2 separate regions of the Anser cygnoides genome follow, and region 1 is linked to region 2. The links are chromatin contacts, called in public Hi-C maps. All regions are on one chromosome and are shown on one strand. The core of a region is the stretch at or near the end of the contact, and the rest is flanking DNA. Distances in the headings are between cores, read along the strand shown.

Region 1 (3,035 bases), core at 384-2,883, 310 kb before region 2:
TGCTTTACAAAGAAAAGTTTGCTTTGTCCCCCACTGTGCTGAAAGTTGAAAAATCTAGCTTAATCAATACTAACAAGTACTCCACAGCCATCTTTGCGTACAACTTGGAAGACAGTAACCACCGCTGTGGAGCACCCCCAGTCCTTGAGCCACCGTAAGAACCAGTAGTCTAAGAATGCTGTGGAAATTAAGTACGTCATTTTTCCTTCATTTCAAAAACACCTAACAGAATACACTCAATGGACTACTTTTCACTAGGTCTTTGGAACATTAGCTGGTCAAAGAAGATTAACAGAAGTCTTACTACAGACAGCACTTTACATCATAGTATGTGCCTACTTCAGAGACATTTCAGTAACGTTCAAAAGCATACAGAACATGAATATCAGTTACAGCTAGTCTCTGTTGTCTCCTGGGTTGAGAAATGCACTCCACAGGCTGCAAGAGAAAAAGAAGCAGGCTGAGGGATTACAGAGTTGCACTGTACTATCAAAACTCCCCGCAGACCTAAAATTAACTGAAATATAGAAAAATTGTTAACATTAATTGTTACATGGTGGAGAAGCATAAAATCAAGCATGACAACAAGATTTTTTTTTTCTGTACAGAGGATTTGGGTTTTAGCAGAGATAGAAAGAACATTCAGTTTTATAATGTTGCATTTAAAAGTTTTTAAACAAACAAACAAAAACAAAACACAAAAAAAGAAGAGCAAATCTCTTCAAGTCACATACCAAACACCGCCTTTGCCAAGTTTCCTTTATAAACTAATCTTCCGTGTTCTGGGTGGTCAGGAGGGGCGGATGTGCTGAGGCTGCGAACAGCCAGTGCTTGGAAAGACGTAACCTGGAGGACGAGAGCAAGCAACAAACATCAGTACCAATCTGCACTTCACAAAGGCTTCTCCTTGTCCTGAAGCTACTCCCAGCATCCTGAATTAGGAATTAAGGTTAGGGTACATACTATGAGGCATACAGAAATTTCAAATAATATATTGATTCGTTATTTTTATGATGTTCCAACTAGTTATTTCAAAGCAGCATTAAATATCGACACAGTGATGTACAAACGTTAAACTCGCACCCCTTTTATACACGGCTTGCAAGAAGGCCTCCCAAACCCGCAACTCTTAAAATCCCGGTGCAAGCCCACGACTCCACAGCACACATTTAGCACCAAGCGAGACTGCAGAGGGAACCCCAGCCGCCCCAGCCTCGCTGCCCGGCGATCCCCAGCAGCTCCCCGGTTTACCCCACGTGTCTGCGCCAAAACCTCCCTTCCTGTATTTTCCCCGTTCTTTTCAGAAAGGAGAACGCTGCGAGGCCGAGGCCCGCCACCCCCGGCAGATCTCCCCCCCATACCTGCCGCCCCCCCGCGCTGTCCCGGCGGCGGCAGGCGGCGGGCGGCCCTCGGTGCGCGGCGGCCCCCCGCAGCCAGGCGGGGCCGGAGGCGGCCCGGCGGCAGCAGGCGGCAGCTCGGAGCAGCAGCATGTCGGCGGGCCGCCTCCCCGGCGGCGCAGCCCCGCGCTCAGGCTCCCCCGGCAGGCAGGCGCCGCCCGGTACCCACGGAGAGCTCCCCGTGTGCCGCGCAACGCCGCCCCGCTCCTAACATGGCGGCCGCCCCCCCCACCCAGGGGAAACTACATCCCCCAGCGTGCCTTGCGCGCCGCCGCGCGGCATGGCGGGAGCCGGGCGGCCTCGTTCCCTTCCAAGGGCAGGGCGCGGGGGAGCGGAAGTTGCGCCGTGCCCTGGCGGAAGCGCTCGGCCCGAGGCGGCGGGGGCCCTGCGAGCGGGGCGGAGGGAGCGGCGCCGACGGGTGAGGGGGCGGCGGGGCCGGGCCGGGCCGGGGGGAGCCCGGGGGAGCCCTCGGGGCCCTCCCGGAGCTCGGGGACAGGGCCTCGGCCTCCGGCAGGTCCCTCCCGGTGCTGGGGTGGGGGGAGGCGGAGGCTGGAGGCGGGTGGGAGCCTCCCGGAGGTGTCGACGCCGCCGCCGCCGGGAGGGGGGCCCGGTTGTAGGTGGCCGCTGCCCGGCTTCCCTCAGCGCCCGGGGGTAGGAGGGGAGTCGTGCTGCTGAGGAGAGCCTGCCCCTCCGGGAGGGCTTGTCACGCCGGTGAGATATCGCTGGCTGTAGGCACACGCGTGGGGAGGGGCGGCGTGACACCAGCAGGCACCTCCGACGGCCGGCGCTGTCCTATAACGCGCAGCGCTATCCGGAGGGGCTTCAGTAAAGGCGTTCGGTGTCGTAGATCGCGGTATGAGCAAGCCCTGCGCAATAGGGACGCCTAAATAGTCGTGGGCTTCCCTTCTGTTTACTCGGCTTTGCGGCGGGTCGCTCGCAAAAGTTCAGTTTGGAAGGAGGCCAGGAAAATGCAAGTAGCAGACAGCTGAGGTGCCTTCAGAGCAAGAGCAACTTTGTGCCCGCGTTCGTGAATATTCTTTTCTGTACGCAAGTTTCCTCTTTTTGCCGTACTACAGACAAAAACACTGCTGGGAACGAAACACTGTTCATTAAATCAAGAGTTACTTCGGGGAGAATAAGTGCTAATTTTTCCGTAATACGTCTGGAGATCAGCTATCCAGTGTTTTGAAGCAGTGTAAATCATTTTTTCCCTAAGATTTCCCATCAACACTGGGAAGCTTAGGATAGATAACCTTTAGAAACTGTAAGCACTTTTGGCAGTTTTTTCTTGTTGTATCAGAGAAAAGTCATTTGAGATTTTATTTTTTTCATACTAGAATGGGTGACGAACACGTTTAGCTGCTTTCTTCTAGTCTGAATTTAAAGACTTAATATTGGTACAGTGAAGAGATCCAGATGATTCTCTAATTCTCTTCTGTCTCCCACATTTGTGTTTATTCTTCTGATATATTTGTCTTCATGCTTATGCCCCTTATGGTTTGTGTGGGGACAAATTCATATCTTTGGAAAACTTACTTAGCTTCAGATGATGCGTTTTTGTAATCCTAAAATAAAGGAATTTGGATGTAGGACAAGCTTTCTTTTATCTGGAAGGTTTCAGTATTTAGTCATCTTTGT
Region 2 (2,842 bases), core at 306-2,805:
GTTCATGCTGCCGGCCCCGAGCCCCCGCCGCGCGGCTCCGACACCCGGGGCCGCCCCCGCTGCCCCCCGGCGGCAGGCGGGCGGCCGGAGCCCGCCGCGATCAGCCCCCGCAGCCGGGACGAGCCGCCCCGCACGCAGCCCAGCCCCGCCGCCCCAGCCCCGCACGCCAGCCCGGGGAACGAGCCCCAGCACGGCTCCGGCCGCCCGCCCTGACCGCCCGCGGCCCCGCTGCTGGCAGTGAGCATCTTGCTCGCTCGGCGCCCTATATAGGGCGGGCCGGGCGGGCGGGCGGGCTCCTCCTCCCCGGCTCCCCGGCCCTCCCCCGGGCCGCTCCGCCTTCCCGGGACCCCCACACCCCCGCCGAGCCGAGCCGAGCCGAGCCGAGCCCCGCCGCTCGGGGGCCGGCGGCTGCGAGGCGGAGCGGAGCCCGTGTCCCCTGCGGACTACATGTCCCGGCGTGCCCTGCGCCGCCCGCCGCAGCGCCATCTTGAGGCGGCTCCCACCGCCAGGGGCGAAGTGTGGGGGGTGCGTTCGTGTCGCCTCTGGGCGTCGGCAGAAGTTCGGGCTGCGGAGTTCTGGGGAGCTGACGGGGAAATGGGAAGGCTGGAGGTGTGATGGCGTGAATTTGGTTTCTAAAGAGATCCTGGGTGCCCGTGTTTTGATCAGTTTTTCTTCCCGCTGGAGAAAGTGAAATCTCTTCAGAAAGAAAAAAAAAAGTGCAAAATCTTTTCAGTACTTAAAGGAGACTTACAAAAATGACAAAGGGCAACTCTGCTCAGATTACCACAGGACAAGGGGGAATGGCTGTAAACTAAAAGAGGGGAGATTTAGATTATGTGTTAGGAGGACGTTTTTCACTCAGAGGGTGGTGAGGCACTGGCACAGGCTGCCCAGAGAAGCTGTGGATGCCCCATCCCTGGAGGTGCTCAAGGCCAGGCTGGATGGGGCTTTGGGCAACCTGGTCTGGTGGGAGGTGTCCCTGCCCACGGCAGGTGGGCTGGAACTGGGTGGTCTTTAACGTCCCTTCTAACCCAAGCCATTCTATGAAACTATAATTCCTTCTACTCGAGATATTTTAAGTCTTTTGTTACGTATTTGTGAGCTGATAGGTTTTAATTGCCCCATTCATTGCAGTTTTAATGAGATCAAGTGACATAAGCTGCTGTATTAGAATAAAACAATGCTATTTTACAAAAAAAGACAAACAAAAACAAACAAAAACACCATTGATGCAGCTGCTACCTAGCATAGCACCTCTGTGTGCAGGCAGCAAATAACCCCAACAAATGCCGAACGCCCTCAGCCCGGCTGCCTACTCTTTTTCCACACCGCATAATCCTTTGCTACTCCAAGTTCTGCCACTTTCTCTCCTTCTCCTGCATACATAATGTCAGGACTAGTTTCTCCAAGGACGATTTTAACAACGTACGTAGGCATTCGCAGTATCAAGGCCCAGGCAATACAGGAAGAAGCACTAAGCAACTTTCTAAATTAAAAAAAAAAAAAAAAAGCGACGTGCCCCGCCGGGCCACTCAGGCACTCCACAGCCACCCCGCCCTCCGCGCCGCGATCAGGCAGCGCCGCGGCCACCCCAAAGCCGGGGTCCTTCCAGCGCCTAAAGCCCTGCCGCGCAGGCGGGCGGCTTAAGGCGGCCCTGCGCATGCGCCCGCCCTCTCTCTTCCGGCGCTGAAGATGGCGGACAAGGAGTGAGTACCCGCGGCGCCTCGCTGCCATCCGCCGCCATCCGCGGCCGCGGCGCCCTTCGGGCTGATGGGGGGACGCTGCCCGGCCGCGGGGCCTCTGTCGGCCCCCCGCGGGAGGAGCGGGAGGATGGGGAGTGGCGGGGATGCGGCCGCAGCCAGCCCCTTCCCTTCTGTAGGCGGCGGTGGCGGTCCCGGCGGCCCGTGGTGAGGTGGGGAGGGAGGGTGTCGTTATTGCGTTATAAACGCCGGTCTTGTGGCTTTCTAAGCGTTTAATAGGTTTAAATTCCAGTAAGTTACAAAGCCACGAGATATAACTCTTAATTACAGTCGTACTTTTTGCTTTTTTCCTCTTAAAGCACTTGTTGAAATGTTAATCAGCCGTAATCGGCGTTTGGAGAGCACGTGGAAATGTCAGGCTTCTTTGTTTTAATGCAAAAAGTGGTCCTTTTAGGCTGTATTGCAGCTTGATAATAACTGGACCAAGTTAAATGCAAACTGCTTAGAGGTAGTGGGGCCGGCATGTCCCTCCTGCCCCTTTGCATCGGTGTTTGTAACGTGCTGCTTCTTGCTGGTTTGGAGGAACTTGGTTTTTAAAAGTGTTTTTCCTTGTTGTTTAGAGCAAAGAAGCTGCCTTCTGTACCGGAAAGCCTCCTGAAGAGGCGGCAGGCTTATGCAGCTGCAAAAGCCAAACGTCTGAAGAGGCTGTTAGCTCAAAAAAAGGTGAATATGTCATGATTGCTTGCTTGAGTTGCTCTCGTCAGGTCAGCAGAATGCTACGCTGATTATATTAAAAGAATGAATAACTTCATAGTGTTTAGCTTTAGTACTATAATATATAGGTCTGCAATACCAAAAAAAAGTCAAGATAGTGTATAATAAACCAGATCTGGGCAAAGCAAAGGTAAATAAAGTGTGAGATTCTCCATAAGACTAAGGTTAGTCAACAGTTGGAACCATAGGATGTGCAGAGTTGGAAGGGACCCACAGGATCATTGAGTTCAACCACTGGCTCTGCACAGGACCACCCAAAAATCAAACTCTGTTTCAGAGCATTGTCCAAATGCTCCTTGAACTTAAAAGGATTTTTGTAAAGATAAGTATGATGTGTGATAATATTTGTAAGTATTGTTCGAAGTAAA

What was found. Hi-C and Micro-C count contacts between places; a contact is called where the count stands out from the background.
Region 1: a Hi-C map of liver shows a contact between it and region 2, with 2.1 times the contacts expected there. The contact joins the promoter of TMEM70 here to the promoter of RPL7 in region 2. A contact is called at or near these places in 3 of 7 Hi-C or Micro-C datasets (granulosa cells and liver).

The regions. Positions count from the first base shown.
Region 1 is chr2:130,222,879-130,225,913 of Taihu_goose_T2T_genome, reverse strand. TMEM70 (transmembrane protein 70) reads right to left here and starts at 1,633. Exons shown (of 3, transcript XM_048077055.2): 1 at 1,362-1,633; 2 at 735-846. The coding sequence starts at 1,490. It overlaps ELOC (elongin C), which reads left to right and starts at 1,678. Exons shown (of 4, transcript XM_048077028.2): 1 at 1,678-1,815.
Region 2 is chr2:129,917,704-129,920,545 of Taihu_goose_T2T_genome, reverse strand. RPL7 (ribosomal protein L7) reads left to right here and starts at 1,555. Exons shown (of 7, transcript XM_048077041.2): 1 at 1,555-1,706; 2 at 2,321-2,423. The coding sequence starts at 1,693. RDH10 (retinol dehydrogenase 10) reads right to left here and starts at 228. Exons shown (of 6, transcript XM_048077024.2): 1 at 1-228. The coding sequence starts at 6.